Regions from separate parts of the Zea mays genome. Here region 1 is linked to region 2. A link is a contact called in public Hi-C data. All regions are on one chromosome and are shown on one strand. The core of a region is the stretch at or near the end of the contact, and the rest is flanking DNA. Distances in the headings are between cores, read along the strand shown. Region 1 holds the start of LOC100216907 (putative RING zinc finger domain superfamily protein). Region 2 holds the start of LOC100192073.

What was found. A called contact is a pair of places that touch in the nucleus more often than the background predicts.
Region 1: a Hi-C map of endosperm shows a contact between it and region 2, with 2.8 times the contacts expected there. The contact joins the promoter of LOC100216907 here to the promoter of LOC100192073 in region 2. A contact is called at or near these places in 3 of 25 Hi-C or Micro-C datasets (bundle sheath, ear and endosperm).

Annotation. Positions count from the first base shown.
Region 1 is chr1:39,682,350-39,689,694 of Zm-B73-REFERENCE-NAM-5.0, reverse strand. It overlaps LOC100216907 (putative RING zinc finger domain superfamily protein), which reads right to left and starts at 4,285. Exons shown (of 1, transcript NM_001143293.1): 1 at 2,962-4,285. The coding sequence starts at 4,112. The coding sequence ends at 3,276. LOC109943141 (a long non-coding RNA gene) reads right to left here. Exons shown (of 2, transcript XR_002265829.3): 1 at 6,810-7,345; 2 at 6,342-6,737.
Region 2 is chr1:39,066,971-39,074,095 of Zm-B73-REFERENCE-NAM-5.0, reverse strand. It overlaps LOC100192073, which reads left to right and starts at 4,790. Exons shown (of 3, transcript NM_001279945.2): 1 at 4,790-5,211; 2 at 5,311-5,646; 3 at 5,798-6,769. The coding sequence starts at 4,897. The coding sequence ends at 6,337.

The DNA of each region.
Region 1 (7,345 bases), core at 3,036-5,535, 620 kb before region 2:
GTCGGAACGATTCCTAACCGGATTGTTTCTCTAATTTATATAAACTTTGATTAACTGGAACAATTCCGGGTGCAATCCGACGCAAACGAACAAGCCCTTAGCTGGAACGATTCCGGGTGTAATCCGACAGAAACGAACAAGACCGAAAGGAGCGCGCCGAAACATGGAGCTGGAAGAAAGTTCATTCCTTAGCTTATCAAAAAGACTCTTGCCGGGTAAAAGTATACAGAACATCTGAGTGCTCCAGCACTCCGTGTGATACAGGCAGGTTTGGCACATAAACGAAAAGAAGGCAAGCTTTCCCAATGCGCCTTAAAAGCCAGGAATGGGCATAAAGCATCGCGCCGAGCAGTTAAGAGTTAGGATGCCATGCCCATTCGGCAGCGGTCCTTTTCCGTCGAGCACTCAGAGTGATGCGCCACAACAGTGAAAGTTCTCCAGGACCAGGCCCACCACCAATAGACAATAGATTCAACGCGCCAAATGTTTCCCTGATAGTTAAGCCAGCCTTGCCTAGGTACCTAACAGAAGGTTCTTACCTCGAGACTCGACTCGAGTGAAGGTGAGCATCCATGATGGTTGAGAGAGTTCATCTCTTTGCTCACTGTAGATGGGTCCGGTCCTTCCTGACCTGATAGCTGTCTTCCAGTCTTGGTCAGTGGTCACCATGTCCATGTTTGATCGTCCCCGTGCCCAATGCAGCATAAATGGAAGGTTGCGCGAACAGTAGGCTGTTGAATCAACCGACATTTCACATTCGGAGATGTTGACTGCTCAACAACCAAGATAAACGGAACTCATACGTTAGGGCGTAACTGAGTTTGCCATAAAATGCTAATGGATGGACTCGATAACCATGCATAAGCAAAACCCAGTAGGGTAAATGAGTAATGTTCCTACTGGTGTACTGCGCAAGCCTCAAATCACCATCATCCTTGTCAGCTGGACTGCTAGAGAACACTGTGAATGGTAAGCATACCACATGGACCACTGAAATTCTTCATGTCAACCTGCTGGCATGAGAAGTACGGGGAATAATCATCGTGAAAAGCATACATCAGTCCCCTCCAAAAAAATTATGGCATTATTAGCAATAGATATACATAACATAGAATAACATTTCTGGAACAGTTAAGCTGGAAGAGAACCATGGTGCAAAGGGTAACGCAAACAACTGAGAAGTTAAAAAAAAATAAGCAGTCTCTGGATCTGGGGACTACTCAGGGGAAACAGTAAAAGCACGAAAAATAAATAACTAGTTAGGATCAGTTGTCACTTATCAGCCACTACACAGAGATCTTTGGCAACATATAATGATACCAAATAATCGGTGCATGAGCAGTCATGTATTACAGCTGTATCCAAAAATAATACATGGCAACCCCGACAAGAGGGAAGGATGATGACATGAACTAAAACATCAGCAAGCTTCACTAACAGCAAGTAAACCGTTGTCACGGATTACGATCCAAACTTAAAAAATGAGAATATTTTTCCTATTTTTACTGTAAAGATATTCAATTGGTGTTTTTTTCCCACCAGCAGACAACACAGCCTTGCATAGATGCTGTTTCAGCATTCATATTGTTACCAGAAAAGATGTTAAAGAAGCAAACAAGGGCATGCACCAGAATGGCATTTCTGAGGCCAAATGGTACTAAACATAATCAAGTGAGCAAAGCAAAGATTACGATATAGAGAATTTTATGCAGTTTCTCAGATATCCTTCTGCCTTTAAATACCTCCCCCTAAACAGCCACACATTCATATCAGAGATTCAGAGTAGAGGCAATACAAAACAGTAAAACAGGCATGAGGTGGTCAAGATGAGAAATGAAGCTTTGTTCGCCTTCATAAGTACAACATAAAGCCACAAACATATAGGGCTTGAGTTGTGATCAGTTTCTAGACTGAAACCAGAACTGGAGCAAAAGCAATACCTATGTTAATTAACATAGCACAAATAGATGAAATAACTCTGTCAACTTGTCAAGGATGTAAACTTATATCATCATCATTGTAAAATTCACCCTGCTACTCATTTGAAAGTAAGCACATAAGAAATGATAAGAAAAAAAATCACAGTTAGGCCAACAACTATGTTTCTTGTATGACTCAAACAAGATGGATAACCACAAGGATGGACATAGGAAAATATATGGCCACTACAAGATGGTACAGTTCATCATTTCTGCCAGAGATGAAAATGTGGAACATGGGACCCACCACCATTTAATTTCCAAGTGTCAATAATAGAAGCACTAAAGAGTAATTAAAGATAAATAGTAGGATTTTTTATTCAAAAAGTAGCAGCTAGTATACCATAGAGCAAAGCTGTAATCAAATTTGTAGGATCACCATGACATGTGTTGTATTCAAGGAAAATTCATCTAATCATCCATACTAGGACATGTGATAATTTAAACTGCTTTTTTAGACACACAACAGTTCTATATTCTGATACTTCGAGTAAATTCTTATATTGCCTTCACACCATGTGCACCACCCCAAGTATGATCCTGCACAAGTTGAATGCACTGAAAAGACCAATCGATTATCATGATATTTCTTAGGTACAGAAAATATATTTGAGTTGGCACATTTAAAATAGCATAGGGACTTGAGGTTTCCTTCACCAGCAGAGGAAACAAAAACACCAAAACTGCAGGAGAAAATGGACAGAAAAATGAAAAGAACAGTACTTACCACTTACTAGTTAGTGATAGAAGCAGAAGCTAGGGTAAGCTATGACCATTAAGCATAAACAAGTGCTCGGCTGGCAAGTATTATGACTGATCCATGACACAAATGCTTTAAATTGGAACAATGAAGGTATGCAGCTAGATGAACAGAAGTAATACCATAGGTTTTGGGGAATTTTAATGTCAATATAAGATATAGCACATATCAGAATGGGAATTCATGTTCAACCAATCCAGTATGTACACGAACAGTAGGTTTGCAAATACAACAATTGTTCTCTCAATCTCTCTACCTAAAATATTGAAAAAGATTTATTTCCCCAAAACATCCATTCATACTCCTTTCTTGAAGGCTTGCACTTGTGTTTAGCCTAATTTGGTTGCAAAGCTCGCTCCAAGATGTTTGCTCATAGACATCTCTTAATAATTCTTAGATGAGACAAAGGAAGGGGGAATGCTAGGCCTTCATTTACATCAAAAGCCCCAAGAAATTATAATCTGGGTTCCATTCTTACACTAGCCCTAGTTCTTCAGTGCTATCAATTGAAAACTTGTTACCAAGGAAAACTGTGCTCAGCCACTACGGGACTGCGATGAACTAGCTGGCCAGCTGCCATGACCAAAACAGCCAAATAGATTCCTAAGTAGGCGGCGAATCCGACCTTCACCGCCATCCACTTGGCCATCTCCCTCTGGCCACGTCACACGCCTTGGCCCAACTCCGTTACTGAAGCCGCCGTCCAGCTCAGTGTAGACGACCGGGAGCTGCTCTCTAGGCCCTCCGGCGAACCTCCCTACGGCGAATCCACCGCGTGGAAGTCGCCATATGGTGAGGCCAGCATCCGCCTCCGCATCTGGGGTGGCTGCGGCCGGAAGCTCTTGGCGGCAGACGGGGCAGGAATTGCGGAGCGAGAGCCAGGGAAGGATGCAGTCCTGGTGGTAGACGTGCTTGCACGGCATCTCCCGGCCGGCGGCGCCGGGCTCAAAGGCCTCCTGGCACACGGCACAGTGAGCACCACCTCCGGCCACCGTCACCGACGGCATGGACTCCACCGCAGCCTTTGACGCCGGCGGACGCGGAGCCGCCGCCTCCAGCCGCGAGAACTGGTCGAGCAGGCGGTGGAAACCGGACCCCATGAGGAGGTGCTGGACGTCACCGGGCAGCGGCCGCAGCCCTTCGCCCGCGCCGTCGTCGTAGTAGAGCTCGAACCCGGAAAGCGATCCGCCGCGGAGCACGATGACCGGGTTCATCGTCCCGCGCCGGCCGCTCCCGCCGCCGCCGCGCGGCGGCGGCTGCGTAAACTGCTCCAGGAAGCCGCCATCGCACTCCGGGCAGACGACGGTGGACGGAGATACCCTCACGAAGCGGCTGCAGCTGTAGCACCAGTAGGACACCGGAGACGACGCCATCCCCGAAATCGAAGACCCCGACCAAATCAGAGCCGGAAAACTCGCAGGCTCACTGCAGCCGCAAATCGAAGACGGCGGACAGACTCAGATCCAAGAAATTCCGGGGAGCGAGACGCCGAAATCCCCAAATCGAACGCCGCCGGTTTCGAATCGGGGCTTCGGGTGAGGGGAGACGACGACAGGGGAGGGGAATTGTGAGGGTGGGTGAGTGGGTGGGCCGGTTTTATGTGGGACGGCGTCTGCCGCAGCTGTGACGTCGCGGGTGACGGAGACTGCACGAGGAGGGCGGTGATTGGGAAGGTCACGCCGTTAGCCAGCTGCCGGAGGTGACGTTGACTGGTCTGCCGGCCGGGGAAGTCAAGGGGAAGAGGCGGGGAGTGGATCGGCGGCGGCGGCCGGCGGGCGGGGTGGGTTTAGCAAACTGCCGCGTGGATGGAAGGGAGACAGTTTTGACTTGAGCAGGGAAAGGCGTCAGGTTTACATTTATCGTGGTTTTGGTTTGACACCGGCCACCAGTTTAAAACTGAGAAACGCTACGATGGTGCAAGATCCTTCTGAACCTACCGAGTTTTTTTTTGTTAAACACTGTTCTTATCTATCAGTTGCCTGATTTTTTTAGTCCCTCCAGGCGATGTATCACCATATCTTGTTTTTACTTTTGGTGCATAATCAAAATCTGTGTTAAAGTTGTTGTGTCTGCTTCGAGTTTCTATCCGTTAAACAACCGTGCCTGCTCACCTTTTTTTTCTTGGTCATTAATTTTACACTTACTCCTATATATTAGGCGTCTAAATGTTGTTGCACAAGTAGAATATAATCATATCATTTTTTAACTACGGATTGACCTCTTGTGGTTTGTCATTTTAATTGCTAACGGGTAAATTTGACACCATTTGACTTTGTAAGTTGTCCTCTTTGATGTTAATTGTTTTTTTGTCATAATATATCATGTCTTTGTCTTTATCTAACTATATAAACAATTATAAATACTAATTATTTCTGTGCTAACATATAGTTGAGTTTTGTCCTTGCCTAGCTATAGAAACACTTAAAATTTGTTGATTTCTTTGGTATGAACATATACCATAATTTTGACCTTGTGTAACTATAGAAATATATATCTTTATTGTTTTTTCTGACAGCACAAACCAAATATTTTGTCATTGTTTGAGACTTTGAGGCGGTGGGCGGATGACTGGTCGTGTCCTCGCCGCTAGGACGGCCGGAGGAGGGATGGAAGCGACCATGCACAGGTGACGCCGGATGCGAGCAACAGTCACCAAAGGTTGGAGGCGATGATCCAGCCATTCAATCAACTTCGACGTCAGTAAAGGGTCTCATGAGAGATGATTACTTTTGAGGCACCTATAAATTAGCATCTCCCTTAGTTAAACTTGTGAATCGCAACCCATATTAACATATCGCAAACCAAAAAAAATGGACGCTGATACATTGAATTTCTTTGAATGTTAATTCAGTATCGGAACATTCATGGTTTGATATAATTTATTTGGTTAAATATGGAATAGCTTGACTTCGGAAAAAAAAATATTTATATTTTTTATAGAGATGTATCATGACTAAACACTCCGCATTCAACTCTGGTAAAAGTAAAGAAAATCACTTCAAATATTTATAGTTATATAAAACTATGGAAAACTTTTTCATCGTTGATTTGGCGATACCGATCATGTTTTTAAAATATATGTAATGGCCGACCAGGTTTCATAAGTTTAACCAGCTGTAATCCTAAAATAATCTACCTTCAATTGGAACCAAAGTGACTAAGGGGGTGTTTGGTTTGCCCCTCCTAAAATTTAGCCCTTATCACATCGAATGTTTGAACCTCCGTTCGGGGTATTAAATGTAGTCGAATTATAAAACTAATTTCTCAGCCGAAGATTAAAAAGTGAGACGAATCTAGTACAGTTGGTTGGGTCTATATTTCATACTCATATTTGAAAGTCAAACGCTTGATGTGATCCGGGCTAAACTTTAGTCCACAGAACCAAACACCCCCTAATTAACTCTTTGCTTTTTGTGGTCAACGTTCTCTTAAAAATTCCTTTCTGGCCCTTGAAATATATTGCCGTAAGGCATCCGCTTTTGCTTCTCGGCGAAAGCATATTCGCCGCTATAGATGGTTCTGCGAATGGTCGCCGTTGCTGCAACAACTTCGCTTCCAGTCACTTTCAAATCACTACTAGATGCTCATCGGCGAATACAGAGTCAAAAAGGTCTCCTTAAGCTATTATATTATTTTTTTCCCTTAATTATACGGCACATTTTCTGGTTAAACAAAAAAACCCGTAAACCAATTACTGTATTTTAAAAACCCCAGACCAATTGACCTTCACATGTACAGGAACAAAATAGCCAGATTCCAAAAGTCAATAAAGTTTGGCATGTGCTCCACGTCAGGGGTAGATAGGTCAGATCTACACAACGAACAAAGAAACTTCAGATGCTGTCATGCTCAATCAGTCATGAATACACGATACATAACTCCTTGTCTGCGAAGAAAGGGAGAGCTGACAAGAAGCTTCCTCCCCATTCCTTGTGGTCTAGCCACAGCCCACAGCCTCTGCTATTCCAAAGTCGATGAAGCAATTTCAACACCATCAACTGCAATCACACCCGGGCATTGGTCACAAATATAGATGTCTTGACGTTCAATTCAGAATAAAATGATATCACCTTCATTTTAGAAGAAAAATAATCGATACAAGACACATCTTTAAAAAACATGTCCATTCCCAATCACCAGGCTATGCGGAGGCTGCAAATGTCCATACTCCAAACTCCATAGACCATAGTCCAGCAATAGGTAGGCAAGGTAGCCAGTCCATTCCCACCTTCTCTATATATCCTCACAGCTCACTTGGCACAATTCACAAAGGAACGATCAAGATATTTTGCTCTTCTAGAAGAATAACAAACAGAAATTTATATAATATTAAATGTAGATGTAGCTTCTGTTTCCAAGGTCCCTATCCAGAAGTCAATGCCTAACCAGCCCCAGTTTCAACATGCAAGCAACAGAGAAATATAAGATACAAGATTTCAGTTTCAGAGTTATTAGTGTATATTGCACAACAATTCAGGCAGATTTGATGTTAATAATATCAAATTCATCCAAAGTGCCGAGGTGTTCATCCCCCCAACACCAGTAACAGCCCTATCACCTTTTGGTGTGAAAGGCACCATATATGAACACCCCAGAAACGCAACTG
Region 2 (7,125 bases), core at 3,541-6,040:
ATCACTGCTCCTCGAAAGAGGTTGTCATCAGCCTTAAACTTAGCCTCATCCTCAGGAGGTAAGTTGGCAGGCTTGCCCTCAGCGGCATAATAACATGACATTGCAGTTAGCCACAACTCCATTTTAGCTTTCCATATCAAGAAGTTTTTACCATCAAAAGGATCAGGCTTTAGCACAGCAGCAAAACCTCTGACAGAAAAATGTCTAACATTAGGTTTTTGGATTGTTAGAAATATAGGCATTTTCCATATCATTTTAATTCCATAAATTAACATTATGATGATGACATATAAAATATGTTTAATCATAGAAATCACGATCTCAAATATATCCATAACAACACTTTACTCTATAGACAGTAGAGTGTAATCTACAATTCCCTTTTTTACAACGATTTGCTGCGGACAATCTAAATCTTTACTATGGATGGAAATTGAATCCATCAAGTCCTCTCATCTCCTTCCAAAGCAGTTTGCACCTGAGTATCTCTACCCTGAGAAGTGGGATTGCATGCAGAAATCTTCTTGAGTTAGAGCTTCCATAGTTTCTGCTTCATGCATAGTTGTACTTTTGTCAAATCTGGTAAATCTATTTTGTCAAATGGTGAAGTTGTTCGTATGTGCCCAAGTAATGGTTGTGTTACAGTTATGTGTCCACGACCGCAGTCAAATGTATAGTTCTACAAGAACAAGGCGCAGAATGTCACTGTTTTGCTTTGCATATATGGTTAGTACTGATACTCTGCGTATCTACGAAGAAGCCATCCTATTCCGCGAGTAAATTTCATCTCCAGTCGGTTCTAATTTCTAGAAACGTTCAGCGTTTAGTGTCGCCGCTTCCATATCCTGCGAGCATTATTTGAGAGGGTGGCCTAAGTAAAATGCTTAGCTGCATGAGCTGCCCTGGGCCCTTGAGAAAAACGGCAGGTGAGGTGAGAAACCTGAACGCAGCGGCGAACAGTTGGCACTCCTGCTGTCCTGCAGCTGGTGTTGGACAGAAGCTTGGAAAAGGTGACACCGGACGACACAGCACGAACGGCGAGATGCTGCGGTTACCCGCCACGCCCCCACTGTCATCCCCGACCGCATCCGGGAAAGCGAACTGGCAGAAAAATCGACGCCGAGGCTCATCAGGAAAGCAGTTCTCCAGTTTCGCGCGAGAGAGAAAGTGCCCAAGGAAAGAAAAAAAAAATCTTGCGCGCGAATCCGAGGACCCCCGGCAGCGCGATCTCTGTGACAGCGATGTCCCGTCCCAGGCCGCCGAACACGTCGCCCGGCCCGCGCCCGCGACAACTCCTCGGTGATGGCCGCGCGGATCCCGAGATGCGCGATTGGGGCGGGGACGCGGTGCGTTACTGCGTTTTGCGTGGTGTCGCCGTCGTGCCGGCTTTACGTGGCGAGCGGCCGCGCGTCGGGCACCCGCAAGCCGGCCGCGGGTATCGTGGTCCCAACGCAAGCGAGCGGAGCCAGAGGCCAGACACAGACAGACAGCCCTGCGTGCCGGCTGTCAGTCGTGCGCGCGCGGACGATGACAGACGGAACGAGTTGCGTCGTGAACGTTTCTACTTTGCTTGGCGCCTTGCACCACCCCGAAAGATGAAAAAGAAAGAAAAAAAAGGGAGAGACTACTCTACTGTGATTGCCCGTCCCGTCTGATTTTATAGACGCATCGGAAGATATATTTGCTTTATTTGTGCTATGAGATAGAGAGTGGGAGAGCCAGGTTTCATAGGCGAAATACTGAGAGGCTCGTGGTCGTGGCGATCACAACAGCAAAAATGTCTGCTCTACGGCCAAATGAATCTTGACACATCGTTGTCAAAGTGTTTTTACTTTCCTTGTATGAAGGAAATGAAACCGATCCTACAGATCTTCTTCTTCTCGCAGAAAAGTTGGCGACGCGAGTGATACGCCACCGATTTATTAACCCTCATACCTTACCATAGGGACAGAGACAGGACCAATCGTGTGTAAAATAGGACAAAAAAAAACCTGCATCGCGACCAATCGCACACGACGAAAATATCTCGCCGATGGAATGGGCCAGATGGCTGGCTGGCGTTGCAACTTGTAAAGCGGCTCCAGGCCCATTTGCACGACAGCACGGCGCGCCCAGCCATCGAACCTGCCAGGCGCGACCCTACTCTCTCTGACGGTTCGGTTCAGAGGACTGTGCGGGATTCGGTTCACAATGCTACGACCTACAATCAGAGAGACGGATCTATTACTGATTACTAGTATTTTCTCAGCACTCAACGATAAATACGTATTGATACAAAATTTTGTGCTTTTATTGGACACACATTATTTAGCTGAGAACAGATCTACCCACAGGTGGGTGGGGCTCCAGCCCTCCTATCGCACCTAAACTCATAGAGCCCACTAAAATCTCTTTAAAATAAAAATCGAGTAGGATTGATCCGACTCTATTTATAACTTTTTAAACTAAGATTAATAAACTTACCTAAATTGTTTTTTAGATGATCATTGGTCTAAAACAACGTATGCCACGCGCACAACCAAGTGCAAAGAAACATGACAGGGAGTTGTCTGGATTACCTACACCATATACTGAAGCCAAGACCATGTAAATGATCAGTTGTTCATAGAAACATCCTAGGTCCGACCTACAGTAAGTATCATGTCGGTGGCCCTATAAGCATCCGCATCTACTAAGGGAACTCAACTTTGAAAACTCGAATGGATCCATATCTTTTTTCTAGGGTGAGCAATCTCATAGTGTCATATGACTAGAACATTTAGTTATACAGTCTAAGTTTTTCCTTTCTGAATTTGGCTTATCTTGTTTCCAAACTCATGCTCATTCCGTCAATCAACTAATATTACACCAATCTGATCAGCATTTGACCCCCAACAACTTAGCACACGCCGGCCGGGGCCCTTGCCGAATGATGGCTGGGCCAACAGGCCGCCCGCCACCAGGCTGAGAGGCCTTGCCTTTATTTGCCCTTTTGATTTATTACTAATTAATATTTTCTAAGTACTCAACGATCAATACGTCTTGATACAAAATTTTGTGCTGTCATTGGACACACATTATTTAGCTGAGAGACGGATTTAGCCATAGGCGGGGTGGGGCTCCAGCCCCCCCCCCTACCGTTCCTAAACTCATAGAGCCCCACTAAAACCCTTCTAAAAAACATAAAAACTTTCATATATAATTTAGTCTCTCCTAATTTTTTTTTTGGCTCCATCCGACCATCCCTAAGCTTGTATAATTATAGGTGTTAATAAATCCGAGGCACGTACAAAATAAGGATATTATAAAAAGGTAAAAACTGATTGAAATAGTCACAATTCTCGCTATTCTTTTAGATGGAATGTATTCGGTATAACTATATATTTCTATATAGATATAAATTTAGATTTTATTTTTACTTTTATATTAACTGTAATTATTTATATTTTAATGCATATATTACTTTTATGCGCTTTCTTTGTCAGCATACACATATTCATACTTCAATAACTACATGCAGAACAACTTTTGCTTTAAAAACTATGGATAAAAAAAAGATATATACTCCTCAAACGAAATGGCGTAGTTACCAAAATGCGAGTTTGAATCAGTGCTGTCCATTTTGTATTCGTATTTGAAAAATATTAAAATCTATATTTGTATCCAGAAAAACAGTCGATTTCCGACTAACAAATATCTGAGTTCCAGCGGTACCGCCTGTTTCATTTCCGCCCAATAACTAGGGCCTCTATTGTTATCTTGGAAAAAATCTAGCCGTCCGGTACACCGTACACCAAGCAAATATCTAGCTAGGCTTGCCACGTATCCCGTGTCGTGATTACGACCAAGTGCCTTTTATTTCTTGTGGGCGCTAATGTACGTTCAAAGTACGTGTTCGGAGTTTAGCACAGATGGCACAATGGCACTGTCATCCGACAAGGACCTGTTTTTGTGGAGCCACGGCCGATGCGATTTCACATAATAATCACATATGATTCGCGTGCAGTAGAATACAGTACCGAGTAGCAGCGCTCCACTTGGTTCCGACTTGTGATCCTTTTCGTGAACGTGTACCTGAGAGGCATGACTGTGTATTCCATTGCCAAGTCATAAAGAGATAGTAGCGCGGTACAGGCGTACAGCAATCCAGCTGCCAAACTACAGAGACCTAGGCAATAACTTGCTGCCAAAACTTAAAGCTAGAAAACACCTTGAAAATAAAACCAAAACCCGGTGTGTGTACAGCGCAAGGCGCAGAGATCCATTTACGTACATGCCAAACCAACAACGAGAGGCAGATCCGGGGAAGCGAGCTGTAGCCCGTACACCACCCCTTGCCGCTCCGCCTCCACGTGTCGACCGCCCGCGCCTCCCCTGCCGGCCTCACGCTTATCTCTCCACGGAAGGATACGTCAACCACGTAGACCGGGCCCGTCCGCCTCCCCATCCCCCACACAACAAACGTGCCACGCCCACCCCACCCTCGAGCCAGCCAGCGAGTCACAGCGCCCGCGGAGGGCCGGTCGTTTACTCGTGGCACGCGGCCGCGCGCCCCAGATCGCTTCCGCCTGGTGGACGCGCCCAGGCGTCGACACGCGTCCCGGGGGCACGTACCGGCCATGGGCGCGCGTCACGTGGGCCGTATCGGACGCCTTCGCCGCTGTCACACAACTGTACGGGGGCCGGCCCGGCGGCCGCGTGGCGCGTGGCATCCCTGCTCCTGCCTTTTATACCCCCGCGGCACCACTTGGAACGCAAACGCAACCCCTCTCGCTCTCAAGCTTCAAAATCCCACTAGCGAAAGGAAAACGGGAGAAGCTAGGAAGCAGCAGCCGCGGCATTTCTTCCTTGAGCGTTCGCCTTCGGCTGCTCAACGCGTGCTTCGTTTCAGGAGAGCCTTGGTGGCATCTCTGTTTCATGGCCGAGATCTGCTGTGAGGCGGCGGCGGCGGCGGCGGGGTCGGACCAGAAGGGGGAGTGCGCCGGCAGCCGCGCGGCGCGGCGGCGGAGGATGGAGATTCGGCGGCTCAGGGTGGTGGCCGAGGAGGCGTCCGCCAAGAGGCGGAGGCTGGAGGCGGATGAGGAAGACGCGGTTGGGGGGCGAGCGCCGAGGTACGGCGTGACGTCGGTCTGCGGGCGGCGGAGAGACATGGAGGACGCGGTGACCGCCCGTCCGGAGTTCATCAACGGCCACCACTTCTTCGGGGTGTTCGACGGCCACGGCTGCTCACATGTAAGTGCCCCGTGCCCGCTATCTCTTCTTCAAACTGTTCGGTTCTTGGCATCTGAACTGAACTGTGTTCGCTAATTCTTCTTCATGTGCATCACGCAGGTGGCGACGTCGTGCGGGGAGCGGATGCACCAGATTGTGGCCGAGGAGGCGACAGCTGCCGCAGGCTCGTCGGTTTCGGACGAGACCGCGCGGTGGAGGGGTGTCATGGAGAAGAGCTACGCGAGGATGGACGCCGAGGCCGTCGTCTCCAGGGAGACCGCCGGCCCGGCGCCCACCTGCCGTTGCGAGATGCAGCTTCCCAAGTGCGACCACGTGGGCTCCACTGCCGTCGTGGCCGTGGTGGGGCCTCGCCACCTCGTCGTCGCCAACTGCGGCGACTCCCGCGCGGTCCTCTCCAGCGGAGGCGCCACGATCCCTCTCTCAGCTGACCACAAGGTACTGCGAACAAAGAAAAAACAAAAAAACGAGTTCTGTTTGTTTTTTCCCCTGTCACGGGCTCGGCCGCTCGGTCTCGTAGACAGATGAAGTGTGTTGGTGCCTGCGTCGTTCTAATCAAGTTCGCATGAATGATGATGATTCGCTGCAGCCTGACCGCCCCGACGAGCTCGAACGGATCCACGCAGCGGGAGGGCGCGTCATCTTCTGGGACGGCGCCCGCGTCTTCGGCATGCTCGCCATGTCCCGAGCCATCGGTGACAGCTACCTGAAGCCGTTCGTGATCTCCGACCCGGAGGTGCTGGTGGTGGAGAGGAAGGACGGCGAGGACGAGTTCCTGATCCTGGCCAGCGACGGGCTGTGGGACGTGGTGAGCAACGAGGTGGCGTGCAAGGTCGTGCGCACCTGCCTCCGGAACAGGGCGCCGCGCGGTGGCCGGGAGCGGTCGAGCCCGACCTCCAACCTGAGCCCTAGGCAGAGCAGCGCCAGCGGCGGCAGCAGCAGCAGCGGGGACGAGGAGGCTGGTGGGCCCAGCGGCGACGGCGCGGGGTCCGAGAGCGACGGCGAGAGCGCCGAGGACAGGGCGTGCGCCGAGGCGGCCATCCTGCTGACCAAGCTAGCGCTGGCGCGGCAGAGCGCCGACAACGTCAGCGTCGTCGTCATCAACCTCAGGCGGCGCCCGCGATCGTGATCGGTGGTGGTGGCTCTGTGATGGACTAGCCGTTCTTGGTTGGTTTGGTTTTCTGGCCCCCTCCGTAAGTTCAAATGGGAGCCCGGTTCACCTTCGCTTCGGCAGAGCAATCATCAGACAAGATGTCAAAGCGAAGATCGAACAAAATGTGAGATCCTTAGCAAAATTGCATGCTACTTCCTTTTACAGTAGTACAGCAGGACTATTGTTTCGTTAGCGTTTTTTTATGGGTGGGTTGAGGGGTGCGTTTCTGATCTGGTCGGACAGATCATCCCGCCTTTCTTCCCCCGGTAAATTCTCCAAATAGAAAAGCGCATGCGTCTCCGATGTTTGAAGAAACTTTACCGTGCGTCCGAGAGATTTAATTGTAATATATAGTCCAGTGCCCCTTTCACTAGCCAAATGCCCAAATCCTTCCAACCTTCTCTGACTAAGATCGTGATGTGCTCCTCCGGTTCCGTGTTTCATGTTTTATATAAATAAATTTGACCCACCATGATTGTCCAGAACGCGTTCGGCGACGCTGCGTCAGCTGCGCAACCCTGGATACAATATCCCGGGGGACGGATGTTTTCTTGGTGGCGTCCCGTGTCCTCCAAAGTTTTTTCATTAACTTCCAGATGAGATGGAACACACGCACAGAACAAACATGACAGTGTTTCCTGCCGGCTCGTTCGTCGCTGAAAAGTCCGTCGGTCCTTGCTCCTTTCCCTGTGGCCTGTGGTGTGCTGGTGGTGGTGGTGGGTGAGCCGTGCAGCAGGGAGTCAACAGACAGACAACCCCGGGCT